Linked DNA regions of Mus musculus: region 2 is linked to region 1. Evidence: chromatin contacts called from public HiChIP or PLAC-seq data. All regions are on one chromosome and are shown on one strand. Each heading gives the region's core, a stretch centred on a gene start, on an enhancer-like site or on the middle of the called end of the contact. The rest is flanking DNA. Distances are from core to core; before and after follow the strand shown. Region 1 overlaps Npl (N-acetylneuraminate pyruvate lyase). Region 2 has its middle 11 kb from the start of Rgs8.

Region 1 (7,460 bases), core at 3,658-6,157:
CCAGCGTGGCCAATGGCAGCTGCTGCCATTCCTCTGCAGTATGTCCTCCTTCCAGCGTGGCCAATGACAGCTGCTGCCATTCCTCTGCAGTATGTCTTCCTTCCAGCGTGGCCAATGGCAGCTGCTGCCATTCCTCTGCAGTATGTCCTCCTTCCAGCGTGGCCAATGACAGCTGCTGCCATTCCTCTGCAGTATGTCCTCCTTCCAGCGTGGCCAATGGCAGCTGCTGCCATTCCTCTGCAGTATGTCCTCCTTCCAGCGTGGCCAATGGCAGCTGCTGCCATTCCTCTGCAGTATGTCTTCCTTCCAGCGTGGCCAATGGCAGCTGCTGCCATTCCTCTGCAGTATGTCCTCCTTCCAGCGTGGCCAATGACAGCTGCTGCCATTCCTCTGCAGTATGTCCTCCTTCCAGCGTGGCCAATGGCAGCTGCTGCCATTCCTCTGCAGTATGTCCTCCTTCCAGCGTGGCCAATGACAGCTGCTGCCATTCCTCTGCAGTATGTCTTCCTTCCAGCGTGGCCAATGGCAGCTGCTGCCATTCCTCTGCAGTATGTCCTCCTTCCAGCGTGGCCAATGGCAGCTGCTGCCATTGATTCTGTTGCTGCAGATGGGCCCTTGGGATCACCGGGCATGGGTCAAGTCCAGAAGTTCTCAGTGTGTTCTTGGCAGACTTCCCACCTCCCTTTCAGAGCCTCGCTGGTTCTTTGTAGCAACTCTCCGCTCTGCCCAAGCACCTATTGTCTACTTGGTCTCCTTCCCGGATTTCAGCCAGCTTTTCCAGTCCCTCCAACACAGTATTTCCATTTGTTTTGTGTGTTTAGTAACATTGTCATGGTGGGGAGCCACTGGTTCTGTTCATTAGCACTATTGTTCCTCTGTTCTAACCAATACTTTTCACAAGATTATGATTTTGATATAATAATTATGTTTCTAAAGTACATTAAGGTAGAAAATTTAACTGCAAAGTGAGGTGTGGTAGTATTTGTCTGTAATCCCAGCAAGAGATAATGGAGGCCAGAGGACCAAACGTTCAAGGCCATTCTTGACTACATAAGGACTGGCTGGACTATAGAGCCTGTCCAATTAAATAATAAAATGAACTATAAATAAAATGACTAATACCAGCCCCGTAAAAGGAGAATAAGGGGATTTCCACAAGTTCCAGCTCAACCATGACTTACATGGTTCAGGACAGCCAAGGATCTAAAACCTGATCTCTAAGAGGGTTTTAGGGGATGGAGAGATGGCTCAGTGGTTAAGAACACTGGCTGTGCCGGGCGTGGTGGCATACCCCTTTAATCCCAGCACTTGGGAGGCAGAGGCAGGTGGATTTCTGAGTTCGAGGCCAGCCTGGTCTACAAAGTGAGTTCCAGGACAGCCAGAGCTACACAGAGAAACCCTGTCTCGAAAAACAAACAAACAAAAAACACTGGCTGCTCTTTCAAAGTGCCCAGGTTTGATTTTTCAGCACCCACAAGGTGGCTTACAACAGTCATAACTACAGTTCCAGGGGATCTGACACACTTCTGGCCTCTGTGGACACCAGGCACTCATGTGGTTCACAAATATATATGAAGACAAAACACCCATACACATAAAATGAAAATTTTGGAAAATAGGTGATGGGGGAGATAAAAAGGCTGATATGATGGCTCACTGGTTAAGAATGTTTTACATGGACTGGAGAGAAGGCTCAGCAGTTAAGAGCACTGACTGCTCTTCCAAAAGTCCTGAGTTCAAATCCAAGCAACAACATGGAATTCTTTAAAAAAAAAAAAAAAAGAATGCTTTACACTCTATCAAAGGACCAAAGTTCAAATTCTAGCACCCTCGTAGAATAGAGCTGCCCACAATAGGTCCAATGGATCCAACACCCTCTATTGATCTATGAGTGCACCCACCCTTACACATGTGCCATGCACACACACATAAGTAAATTTTTTTTTTTTCGAGACAGGGTTTCTCTGTGTAGCCCTGGCTGTCCTGGAACTCTGTGTGTAGACAAGGCTGGCCTTGAAATACATTTTTAAAAAATAAAATAAAATAAATAAAAATTAACATCAAGAGGGAAATTATGTAAGTGAGATTTAGTTAGTTAGTTAGTTAGTTAGTTAGTTAGTTAGTTAGTTAGTTGTAGTTAGATAGTTTTTTCAGAACAGGGTTTCTCTGTGTAGTCCTGGCTATCCTAGAACTGGATTTGTAGACCACACAGGCCTGGAACTCAGAGATCCACCTTCCTCTGTCTTCCACGTGCTGGGATTAAGTGCACCACCACCACCCAGCTCTATTATTTATTTTATATTTGTTCTTTTTGTTTGTTTGTTTGTTTGTTGTTTTTTCAAGACAGGGTTTCTCTGTGTAGTCCTGGCTATCCTGGAACTCACTTTGTAGACCAGGCTGGCCTCGAACTCAGAAATCCGCCTGCCTCTGCCTCCTGAGTGCTGGGATTAAAGGCGTGCGCCACCACTGCCCTGCTTGTTCTTATTCTTATGTGTAAGAGTATTTTTGCTGCATATATGTCTGTGTACCACATGTGTGCCTTGTAGCCAAGCAGGCTAGAAGTGGTCCTGGATTCCCTCAAATTAGAGTTACACATAGTTGTGAGCTGCCAAGTGGGTGATGGGAATTGAACCTAGATCCTCTGGAAGAGTAGCCAATGCTCTTAACGACTGAGCCAACTCTTTACCTACATACATCCCTTAACTCCTGGTCCTTATGCTCCACCTTGGTGCTGGGGTTATTGGTATGTTCCACTCCGCATGGCTCCTTGCTTTGAAGGTTGACTTTGTGGGGTTTATGTTGGTTTCATTTTATTTATTTAATTGAATTAGTATGTGTACCATAGCCCACATGTGGATGTCAGAGGCCAGTTTGAGGGAATCAGTTCTCTCCTTCCATCATGCAGGTCCTTGGGATTGAACTTGGGTACCTTGGCAGCTCTGCCATTACCTGCTAAGCTATATTGTATGCTCCAGCCTTGGCTCTTTGTGTTGTTCTATTTTGCTTGTTTGTTTATTTATTTATTTACGGTAAAGCAGAGACTTGAACTCAGGGACTCTTATATACTAAATAAGCACTCTACCACAGATGCTATCTCATTTTTAGCTGTGTGTTGGGGCCGGGTTGGGGATGGTGGAAGTATGGGTATTTGTATATAAGTACAGTACCCACAGAAGAGGGAATTGAATCCCCTGAAACTGGAATTACAAAGGGTTTCAAGCCACTCTACATTGGCTACATTGGTGCTGGGAACCAAACTGGTGTCTTCTGAAAGAATAGGGGATGCTTCTAAATGCTGGCCATCTCTTAAAAGCCTTGAAAGGAGGGATCCCTATTCTACTCTGTATGTTTAGGACAGGGTCTCGTGTAGCTAAGACTTACTTTAAGCTCTGGTTCCCCTATCTCTGCCTCCCAAGTGCTGGGATTACAGGTGTGGACACCATGCCCAGCTCAGGCAACCTAACTACAAGTGTTCTCACTTTTTAGGTTTACCAGGTTTTATAGTAGAGCCTTACTCTTCTTTGGGATGTTTGTGGGGAAGTGGGCAGTACAGGATACATCTCACCCTTTGTTTTTCCCATCTAGGTTTTGGAGTGTCGCAAACCAAAGCCATCATGACGCTGGTCTCTGGGATTCCAATGGGCCCACCCCGGCTTCCTCTGCAGAAAGCCACCCAGGAGTTTACTGCTAAGGCTGAGGCCAAGCTAAAGAGCCTGGATTTCCTTTCTTCCCCTAGTGTAAAGGAGGGGAAGCCTTTAGCTAGTGCCTGATAAGTCTGGGTGTGTAAGCTTAGACTTATCTATCTTCAATAGTACATTCTTTTCTCAGGGACTTTTTTAGGTGAATTTGAACCCATCTTTATTTTAGGAAGTAGAATCCCACACCAATCAAATATTGATTATGAACCTAAACTTTTTTGTTATAAAGGAGTCACAAGCTCTAAGTCATTCATTTTGTAAAATTATTATAGAGAAATCTCTACTTATACAGATGCAATGGAACCAAGTGAAAATTGTAATAGTAATTACAATTATTAATTAATTACATTAATTAATATAATTCATATCACTATATTAATTGCTACATTGGTTATATTATTGCTGAATAAATTTCACCTGCCTTTTGGGAGCACTTATTGTCTTAATCTTGTTTCAAAGGTTTATAATTTGAGTATTGTCTTAGTTAGGGTTTTATTGCCACAAAGAGAAACCGTGACCACAGCAACTCTTACAAAGAAAAGCATTTAGTTGAGATTGGCTTACAGTTCAGAGATTTAGCGCATTATTGTCATGGCAGGAATCATGGCGGCATCCAGGCAGACATGGGACCGGAGAAAGAGCTGAGATTTCTACATTTGGATCCGCAGACAACAGAAAGAGACAGTGAGTCACCAGGCCTGGCTTGCACTCCTGAGACCTGCTTGTGGGTCAGGCTGTGAACTCTCAGCTGTTGCTGCTGCCACACTTTTACCCAGCTATCAGGGACTCTTAACTCTAAAACCATAAGCCCAAGTAAACATTTTTCCTGTAGAAGTTGCTCCAGTCATGGTATTTTGTCACAGGAACATAAAGTAATTAAGACAGTATTGGCCAGGTGTGGTGGCGCATGCCTTTAATCCCAGCACTCGGGAGGCAGGGGCAGGTCAATTTTTTAGTTCGAGGCCGGCTTGGTCTACAGAGTGAGTTCCAGGACAGCCAGGGCTATACAGAGAAACCCTGTCTCGAAAAACAAACAAACAAACAAACAAAAAAAACAACAACAACAAAAAAAGACAGTATTTGAGTCGCGTCTTTCTAGATCCTCTAAAATAGGACTCTGCCAAATTGAGAGGGGTTCATTGACAGTGGAGTCTCCTGGACTGGTGCTGAGTCAGATGTCTTCCTTTTAGGAACTTCCCTCTGCACACCAGGAGCCTCTTCTGGCCACACTAAGCCTTGCAGTCTGTGGGCTGAGCAGGTTTTCCTCACACTCCTAGAAACTCCCCAGTTTATACAACCCCCACCCCATCCTGTCTAGCCGGGGTGGGTGGGGGGAGGGCAGTGGTCTTCTGGGAACTAAGTGCAGGCCTGAGATCTGTACAGAAGGAACAGCCTCTGCTTGCAAACCCAGCTCAGCATTAACCCTGCTGGAGGGGGGTAGTTAGGGAAGTCAGACATTCAAGAATTCTTATTTCAACATCCATGATCTTTGCCCTGTCGAGGATTAGATTCTCAGCTGGCTGACTTCAGGCTCAGGGCTCTTACTGCAAGGTTGCTCTGAGTCACCTGCTCAGCTGCTGGCCACAAGGAGTGGGCCCTACCACCGTGGGTAGCCTTTACTACCAGAGCCAAGCTGTCCCCTGAGCTTCATCTGTCCACATCTGGTCTTTGCGTTCTGCCTCCTGCAGCTGTCGTCCTTCCTCTGCAAGCCTGGCAGCTTGACCAGAGGCTCTAGCTCTTGGGAGAGTCCCTTGAATCAGGCCCCTAGGGCTGCTCAGTCCTACTTCCTTCTCAAGATGGAATCTTGCCATGGCCCTCTGAATCCTGGTCTTTGACAAAATGAACTTCTCTGCTTCGGCAAAGAGGTGAAGAAGTCACTATCTCACCAAAGTCCCAATTAGACTTAACTAAAAAACAAAACAAAAAACCAAACCAAACCAAAAAAACTTACACTGCCAAAAATAGGACTGGTTTTTTGTTTGTTTGTTTGTTTTGTTTTGTTTTGTTTTGTTTTTCAAGACAGGGTTTCTCTGTATAGCCCTGGCTGTCCTGGAACTCACTTTGTAGACCAGGCTGCCTCTGCCTCCCGAGTGCTGGGACTAAAGGCGTGCGCCACCATACCCGGCTCAAAAATAGGACTCTTCAACAAGGTATCTTGCCTTACTTTTTGTTTGAATCTTTAAATTCCATTTGTTTGTTTGTTTGTTTAGTGTATGCGGGAATTGGAGAACAGCTTGGAGTCGTTGGTTCTCTCCTAATGTACAGGTTCTGGAAATCCAACTCGGGTTGTCAGGCTTTGTGGCAGGCACTGTAAACTCCAGATCATTTCACCTACCCGTCTTAGTTACTTTTATATGGTCGTGATAAGACATGGTGGCCGGGCTGGTGAGATGGCTCAGTGGGTAAGAGTACCCGACTGCTCTTCCAAAGGTCCAGTGTTCAAGTCCCAGCAACCACATGGTGGCTTACAACCATCCGTAACAAGATCTGACGTCCTCTTCTGGTGTGTCTGAAGACAGCTACAGTGTACTTACATATAATAAATAAATAAATCTTTAAAAAAAAAGACATGGTGGCCAAGGCAACCTATCAAAGTAAGCTTTTAATTCAGGGCTCATGGGTCCAGAGGGTTAGAATCCAGGATCAGCAAGGCAGGGAGCAGATCGCGGCAGCAGGCTGGCAAGGAAGTGTGGCACCGGAACTGAGAGCTTACATCTGTTCCATAAGTGTGAGACATCAAGAGAACTAGGAATGGCTTGGGCTTTTGAAACTTCAAAAGTCACCCCTAGTGACATACTTCTTCCAGTACAGTCACTTCAAATACTTCTGTCTTAGGGTTCTGGCAACTCCTTTTTTTTTTTTTTTTTTTTTTTTTTTTGGTTTTTTTCGAGACAGGGTTTCTCTTTATAGCCCTGGCTGTCCTGGAACTCACTTTGTAGACCAGGCTGGCCTCGAACTCAGAAATCAGCCTGCCTCTGCCTCCCTAGTGCTGGGATTAAAGGCGTGTGCCACCATGCCCAGGCCAAAGTACAGGCATACTTGCAGGCATGATGCTGTACACATAATAAATAAATCTTAAAAACAAAACAAGAAGGCCAGTTTTTGTAGCATCCCCTCCCCAGCCTGAAACCTGTTTGCTCAGGTTTCACTGTTTGCATGGGGTGGAGCTTGCCGCTCAATCGTTCTGTCACGCCCACTGCTGGAGCTTGCCACCTTGCTGTTCCAGAGCCATACACTTGGTCGCTCTACAGCTGGACTCCAGGATTATTTGGCCCGGATCGGCCCCTCCCCCTCCTTCATAACTGAGTGTCGGAATAGTAAAATTGAGCTTTGATCAGAATGACTGTCTTAGCTATATCTTTCTCTCGCTCGCCTAGCTTCCTCTTCTCTTCCAAGTTTCCAAGATGCCTTTCCAGACTAGAACCCAGACATGTGAGCTGCTGGCCAGACACAACTTTTTGTTGTTGTTGTTGTTGTTGGTTTTTGGGGTTTTTTTGTTTTTGTTTTTGTTTTTCGAGACAGGGTTTCTCTGTGTAGCTCTGGCTGTCCTGGAACTCACTCTGTAGACCAGGTTGGCCTCGAACTCAGAAATCCACCTGCCTCTGCCTCAGGCGGATTTCTGAGTTCGAGGCCAGCCTGGTCTACCTGGGAGTTCCAGGACAGCCAGAGCTACACAGAGAAACCCTGTCTCGAAAAACCAAAAAAAAAAAAAAAAAAAAAAAAAGATAGACCCAGGCCTGATAGTTTTAACTATCATATTTC
Region 2 (7,460 bases), core at 1,653-4,152, 140 kb before region 1:
AAAGCCCACCATCAGTTGGTCTTCTTCCAACGAGGCTATACCTCCTCATCCTTTCAAATAGTGTCGCTCCCTGGTGACCAAGCATTCCAACATATGGGGGCCATTCTTATTCAACCCACCACACTTCCCTAAAACTCTCTGTCCATTCTCCTGCCTCAACCTTAAAAGGCATGTATCACCATGCCCAGACTCGTCACTCCATTCAACACACTATGCAGCTACTACAGCACAGAAACACTAGAGAAGGAGACCCATCACCATCAAGTCTAAATTTCAAACAATGGCAAGACCATCGACACCCATTGCTTTTTGAACATTTTCCCCACGAGTACAGAAACAAGAAGGAAGAGAGCTCCTTCTTTGTATAAAGTTGATAGTGGTCTTTCCTCTGTAACTTGGTCTTCTGTCTTACTTGGTCATTCAAGTGTTTGTTCATGCCAGAGAACCAATTTGGCAGTTCCCTAGATGGCTGCCATCACTCTCGTCACACAGGGAACAACATGGGACAGAAGGCAGAAAGAAGGAAAGAACTAAAAAATGTGGAGGGTGTTGGGAAATGCTGTCTTCTGGGTGTGACATGGATGCTACACTCATGAACTCACACCAGCTGATCTCATCACACAAAACCTACCCAGGATCATGTCAGCCAAAGCCCCTGCATCAATGGTGGAAACGGTCTCAGACTCCACCTCTTACTGAGGCTACTGGGCGAAAGAGAATCATTTTTTCTTTAGGGTGTGGTCACTGGTAGTTTTCCCATGCTCCAGTGGATGGCCCCATACCCACAACAAGGCATGGGCAGCACTAACTGGATTTAGTGAATTGGCAAAAGAAGGAAGAGGAGAAGGAGAAGGAGAAGGAGAAGGAGAAGGAGAAGGAGAAGGAGAAGGAAGAGAAGGAGAAGAACAGGAAGAGCCAGAGGAGAAGGAAAAGAAGAGGAGGAGGCAGAAAAGGACGAAGAAGAAGACATACCGTTAGGAGGAGGAGGTGCTGAGGGGAATGTGAGGGGAGCCGGAGCTGGGAGCTGGGAAATGAATATGATCATATTCCATTGCACACATGTATGGAATCCTCACAGAATAATAAAAGAATCTGCAGGCAATTTCTAGTCTGGTGGGGAGCAGCCTTGTCATTAGCTCTCCTCCTGAGAAGGAAATACAGAGCCCATCCAGGAACCAGATTCCTTACAAAATAGTCTCTCTCTAGTCTTTAAAAAATAGTTATTTTTAATCCTTCAGTTATTATTAAAATAGGTGTCTGAGCAAGGCTGAATTCATCAAGCTCAGATATAGTTCAAAATTCAGATACCCAGAGAAGGGAGGCCACCTAAGGAGAGCCCTTCCAAAGGGCTTCTAGAATAGGGTTCCATTCTTGTGAAAAGATAGAAGTAAAATATTCTGCTTTCCCAACACTAAAATCTACACACATGCACACACACACACACACACACACACACACACACACACACCTTTAAGATTCCCACAGCCAAGAAGTCTTACAACCTGTGTGTGTCTGAAATGAGGTAAGGTTGGTGACTAGCCCCCCCACCTCCACCTCCACCTCCACCCCCACCACTGCCCCCTACCAAGTCTATCTTCCTGAAAATGTAAAGCTACAGCAAAAACATTTGCATTCTCCAGTTTGTATAGTGTGGTGATGGGTCTTCATTGCCAGGAGTCATTTGCATGCTCATTAAAATGATTTGAACTGAACTGGGAGAAAGGTTGGTGCACACTCGTGATAGCCCAGCGTTATCATGGTGGCTGCAACTCAGAGAATCCAGTGTGACACTGTACCCACCGGGAAGAATGACCCAAATGACCACTAGAAGGGCTGAAGGCTGAAGCAGCCTGTTGAAGCTGAGCACATTTGAATGTTTCTGGCTCTGTCCTCCCCTGCTACTCTGTTGTGGGTCCCCATGACTATTCCTAAGCAGGTTGAGAAAAACAAAATGTAAAATCCACTGAGGAGAAGGGAGAAAACTGGAGCCTCGCATACCTGCAGAGGGTTTGACAGGACTGCTGTCAGGGTCAGTTGTGGCGCCGATGCCTGTAGTTCCTGAACTCGGGAGGATCAAGATGAGTCCAAGGCCATCTTGGGCTATATAGTTTAGGCCAGCCTGGGCTACAGGTGAGGCCCTGTCTCAAAAAACAACAAACAAACAAACAAACAAGCAAAGTTTGTGTGACTTTAGGCAAGTGACTTGATCCCTCCGTGCCTCGGTTTTTTGAATGCACTAAATGGGAACCACACACAAATTAAATCGGTGCACACACAAACAGCGGTAGTGAAGGTGTAGTTACATATATTCAAATGTCAAGGAGGGCTCAAATTTACTGTGTGTCTGTGAGAAGAGAGGATGGCAGAAGAGATGAAAATACCTGGAAGAAACTAGGTTCGTTTCCTTTTTTTAATAATTCTGAGAAGGTTAAAGCCAAAGACGGGTTACAGCAGGGGCGTTCTAACTGAATCTAGATGAATCGCATTTGCCGATTCATCTCTGTAGCAGAAGCCTCCTCTCTGCCTGTACTTTCAGATCTTCATCCCAGAGCCAGAGGTTTCAGGACGCCACTGAGGCAAGCCTTCATTCACATCCTTCCTTCCACCTGGGATTAGAAACATTGGCCAGGCAGCCACAGCTAAATGGCTTTTCTTTTCCTGGCATCGAGCCGTATTTAAAAGTCAAGAAAGGCATTTATTTGGTTGGTTTGTGGGGGAAGGAGGAGGATGGGGGGCGGGCAACAGAGATAGGAAAAGCAAGGGTTTCTGGAAACAGCTCCTTCCTGGGAGCAGAGTTTAGCTAGGAGAGCCAAGCATCCTTGGCGTGGGGCCCGGGGACTCTCCTCACTCCCAGCCCCCAGGGACTGACACTTGCCACAGGGAAAGTTGAAAACACTTCTCAGAGCAGTCTAGACATGCGCCATATGTTTGTGTCCTCAGAAACTTCCATGCAGATCCCAGTACTGTGGCTCTCCGAGAGACTTGGTTGCTGCGGGGGTTCATCGGAATCCAGAGAGCGCCCTGGGGATGGCCATAGGGCTTCCGAATCCCGGAAAGCATTCAGGGAAAGCCCGGGAGTGGCCCTCGGAGTGCCACAAGCCTGGGGCCTTCCTGGCAGAGAGGATATCTTATTCCAGCAGCCAAAAGTTCTCAGATCTAAAGAAAGAGGTCCCTTGGGGACTCTAATGAATGCTGTGCTCCAGCAGGGCCAGCTCAGCTCAGCTGTTTGATTAATGTCACACGAGAAGACTTGAGGCAATTTTAACATTTGAGCAAAATCTTTACAGGGTGTCTGCCCAGGATGAGATCTGGCGCCTCACACCCCACCGAGGAAACTGCAAGCCTTCAGGGAGATGGGGGTGGAGGGGTGTGGGGGGCCCCGGGCCAATGAAAACAGCCCGGGCCAAAAGAAAACCTGTGAAGGGTCTGTCTATGCCTCTGCTCCCGAATCTTGGGGGCACTGCAGCCAAGCCCTGGGAGCCCACTGAGGCTCCATCTGCTGCTTGCCAATTCTGCTCCAGCCAGGAGGAGGGGGAGGGGCCCCCAGCTGTTAGACCGGGTCCCGCCCTGCTATTGGCTGATACCTTTTCAAAAGCTTTTATGAAACTGCTGTTGCTGGGAAGCAGCTGAAGCCATTTGCCCTGGAAAATGGAAGGAAGCAGGTGTGACCACTCACCCCAACCTGACCCTCCCAAACATCCGCCCCGCCTCCTCTGCCGGGTGCCTTACTTTGTTCCTGTACGCCTCTAAGAGCCCAACCATGCCTGGCTGGCCTAAGCATTTCTCCCCTCTCTCCCTAAATGCAAGCAAGAACATCATTCTTGGATTTTTCCTGGAGGAAAGGAAGTGCGGTCCAGAGACGAGTTCCAGGGGACACCATGGATACAGCCTTGGGATGATCCTGGCTTCGAAGGTGCAGAACGGATCTTCCATCTCCTGGGCTTTCGTGAAATAGCCAAGCTTCCAGGAGACCTGGGAAGACCCAGAACTTTTCTTCGCTTTCATTTTTTTCATAAGCGCACAAAGCCAAAACACATCCCCACAAGTTGATGGAATCTCTGTTTGCTACCTGGCAAAATATATTCGAAAGAAATTTGAATTCTAGATTTTGCATTTAAAAAGACTCATATATAGAAACAGCCAGAGGACTACTGACTTTGCAGAAAATTGATACACTAGAAAGAAATAATTATTTGAGGCTTCATAGTATGTAGTGGGATTCGAGGTCAGGTTTTTCAAATCTGAGTCCAGTATTCTTTGCAGACACCTCTGTTTACATGTGTATTTACATGTTTATATGTGTGTGCAGTTACCATGTGCCATACTATACACGTGCATGCATACATATGTGCATATAATATATACATAATATATACATTAATACATATACAGTTTTGCCTATTCTTTTGAGACAGAATCAAACATTATAGCCATGATGAGCATGAAACTTGAACTTGTGGCAAACCTGACTCAGCTTAAGCCTCTCGATTTTAATGAATGAATTATATACACTATATAGCATCATAACAAATTCATCATAAAAATTGTCCAGTGTGTCATTTTTCTTGTCAAAACATAGTATTTAGGCCTCCTTCACACAGCTGTAGCTCTGCCCCAAAGGCAAACTAAGAGAGCCAGTAGCACCAAGGTGGTCCAAGGCAGGCCATTTGAACTGATGGGCCACAGACAAGCATGGTTTATGTTTGAGCAGAGTTGTGGCATCATAGTAGAAGGCAACAAGGTGCCAGACACAGAGAAGGCAAATGAAAGTTATCATCTCCTTATACCATACTCATGCCCAAGCTTCCTTTGGGACAGTTGCAACTTTGTGTCCCTTAAAGCACTTGATGTGTCATAGAAGAGGTTCCTAGGATGCCCCAGATCTTCCCTGCTTTTCTGTATGGTTCTTGGATTTAAATATTTGTGTTAGGCTGGGCAGGACGGTGTATGCCTTTAAGCCCAACACTGTGGGAGGCAGAGGCAGGCAGATCTCTGTGAGTTGGAGGCCAACCTGGTCTACATTTTGAGTTCCAAGCCAACCATGGCTACCTAATGAGATCCTGTCTCAAACATAAACTAGTTTATTAATTATTTGTCATAGTATCTCAAAGGCCAAGAAGTCAACCAACTAACCTGACAAATAGGAGATCATTAAGATCGAAACTTAATGAAATTCTTCCTATATAAAAACAAATCTTCCAATAACTTCCTACAATGATCTAAAACACGTTTTTGAGAAAAGATCTCAGGTAGCCCAGATTGGTCTCAAATCCACTAAGCAGTCAAAGATGAATTTGATTTTCTGGTCCTTATAACCTCAATCTCCCAAGTGCTAAAATTACAAACTAAAATTTAGCCCTGGATAAATTTAAGAGTGTGTGTGTGAGAGAGAGAGAGAGAGAGAGAGAGAGAGAGAGAGAGAGAGAGAGAATCAGAGAGACAGACAGACAGAGACAGAGAGACAGAAAAAGAAAGAGAGAGACAGAGAGGCAGAGAGAGACAGAGAAGAATGGGTTTGTGTCAATATCCATGTATGGGCGTGGATGCAGAAGTGAGAGTCAAGGTGTGTTGTCTTCCGCAGCCACACCCTGCTTTACTTTTTGACACATTGTGTCTCCTGTACCTGCAGCTTGTGATTCAGCTCTGCTGACTGGCCTATGAGCTTCGGGGTTTCCTCACAGCCCTGGGGTTACGGATGCAGGCCTACCACTGTACAGTCTTTATGTGGCTGCTGGAGATGCCAACTCAAGTCAGCACTTTACCAACTGAGCCATCTCCCCAGCTCAAAATTCAATTCTTTAACTTTGTTATTTAAGCCCTAAATGGTAACCATAACGGGAATTTCATAGCAAGTCAAAAGTATAGGTCACTTGGAGGCAACTCAACGTGTTGAAAGGGATGAAAACTTGGCTCGTCAAGTTTGATCAAAGATGCTCAAACCTACTGTCCTTCTCTGACCGTCCACAGTGACCATAGCATAGAGCCCAGTGAGCCACCTCTATTGGGGGCACAATGGGTGGGTCATTGGAATGTTCACAGTGACAGATGGTCAGGAGCACTTGGGGTGTGGTCTCATCTGTGCATTCACTCAACACCCACCTAAGCTCCCTTTTGATCCCTTTAGTACCTATTATGTGTAGCACAACCTGCAACATGGCCAAGCTGGGTGTTCTGAGTGGCCCAGACGACAGCAGATACAGTTCTGAGCCTGTGTTCTAACCCAAATTGTCCCAAGATCTTCTAAACTCTTCTAGTTCTCTCTGGAAGGAGTGAAACACTCTCTCCTGCCACTCATGTTGGGTAAGGTGCCTGTGTCATAGCGAAAGCTGCAAACCAGGAGTTTTCCTGGCAAAGTTGGGACACTTCCATTACCTCAAGAGAAGATGATGCTACTGGGGATAATGAACTACTAGTGTCCTCAAAATCCTGATGCCACCCACACTGCACCCCGAGCCCCAACTCAAGAGTTGAGGCAGCAGATAGAAGCACTAATTTACCTCTAGTGAGGAGTAGGGTCTAAGGGGATAATTGCTCAGACTTAAGCGAAGTTAAAGAGTATCTCTTGGTTTTGTGTCAATTCACCACAATTAGTGAGTTTTTATGGCTGAGTTTTCTCCTATTTCATGGTCAAAGCAACCTCACACTTTCTTCCTCTGTTCTAAAGGGGAATACAGAACCAATACCAATTATAACCTGATTAGCTGGAAAAAAAAATTGGGCCAGCATAGGGTCACGGATAATAACCTCGGATGAGTCTGCAAATCATTTAACTGTGCCTCTCTGTCCTATATTTGCTTTGGTGAGCGCAGTTCAGGGTGCACTCACCTCTCTAATTAACTCTTTGTTTGCATTCCCTCAGCACATGCACCGGCAGAGAACTCAGGGAGGCACATTGTCATTGTCATAGAGTGGGCTGCGTATGTTGAGAGAAACTGCTTGGAAACAAAACTTCGTGGGAGTGAAGCCACAAACTGCAGGCTTCACTTCACAAATATTTATCAAACATCAACAAATGGCAAGACTTGGTTTCACTTGGTTTCACCGGAGACACAGAGGGGTGAGATCATCTTTGCTGTGAATGAGCTTGCCATCTTCTTAGGAGGTGTCTTAGTCAGTGTTCTATTGCTGTGGAGACACACCATGACCCAGGCAACTCTTATAAAATAAAGCCCTTAACTGGAGCTGGCTTACAGTTTCAGAGGTTTCGTCCATTATCATCATGGTAGGGTACATGGCAACAGGCAAACACGGAGCTAGAGGAGCCAAGAGTTCTACATCTGGATCTACAGGCAGAAGGAAGAGAGAGCCACTGGGCCTGGCTTGAGATTTGGAAACCTCAAAGCCCACCCTCTAGTGACACACTTCCTCCAACAAGGCTATACCTACTCCAACCAGGCCACACCTCCTAGTCCTTCTCAAGTAGAGCCATTCCCAACATGACTAAGCATTCTAAAAGCTAA

What was found. HiChIP or PLAC-seq counts read pairs in DNA pulled down with a chosen protein or histone mark.
Region 2: an H3K27ac HiChIP or PLAC-seq map of embryonic stem cells shows a contact between it and region 1, with 5 read pairs. The contact joins two enhancer-like sites. A contact is called at or near these places in 1 of 39 promoter capture datasets (embryonic stem cells), 1 of 115 datasets of contacts at active chromatin or transcription factors (embryonic stem cells) and 2 of 9 other capture datasets (liver and pancreatic islet).

What each region holds. Positions count from the first base shown.
Region 1 is chr1:153,499,683-153,507,142 of GRCm38.p6, reverse strand. It overlaps Npl (N-acetylneuraminate pyruvate lyase), which reads left to right. Exons shown (of 12, transcript NM_028749.1): 12 at 3,586-4,127. The coding sequence ends at 3,770. Among named protein-coding and RNA genes, the nearest start is that of Dhx9, 16 kb to the right of the region's middle. Within about 2 kb of position 4,907, at least 68 of the 459 cell types and tissues checked have an H3K27ac peak or open chromatin away from gene starts, as enhancers often do. A contact at or near this core is called in embryonic stem cells, where this site is marked.
Region 2 is chr1:153,637,808-153,645,267 of GRCm38.p6, reverse strand. No RefSeq gene overlaps it. Among named protein-coding and RNA genes, the nearest start is that of Rgs8, 11 kb to the left of the region's middle. Within about 2 kb of position 2,902, at least 103 of the 459 cell types and tissues checked have an H3K27ac peak or open chromatin away from gene starts, as enhancers often do. A contact at or near this core is called in embryonic stem cells, where this site is marked.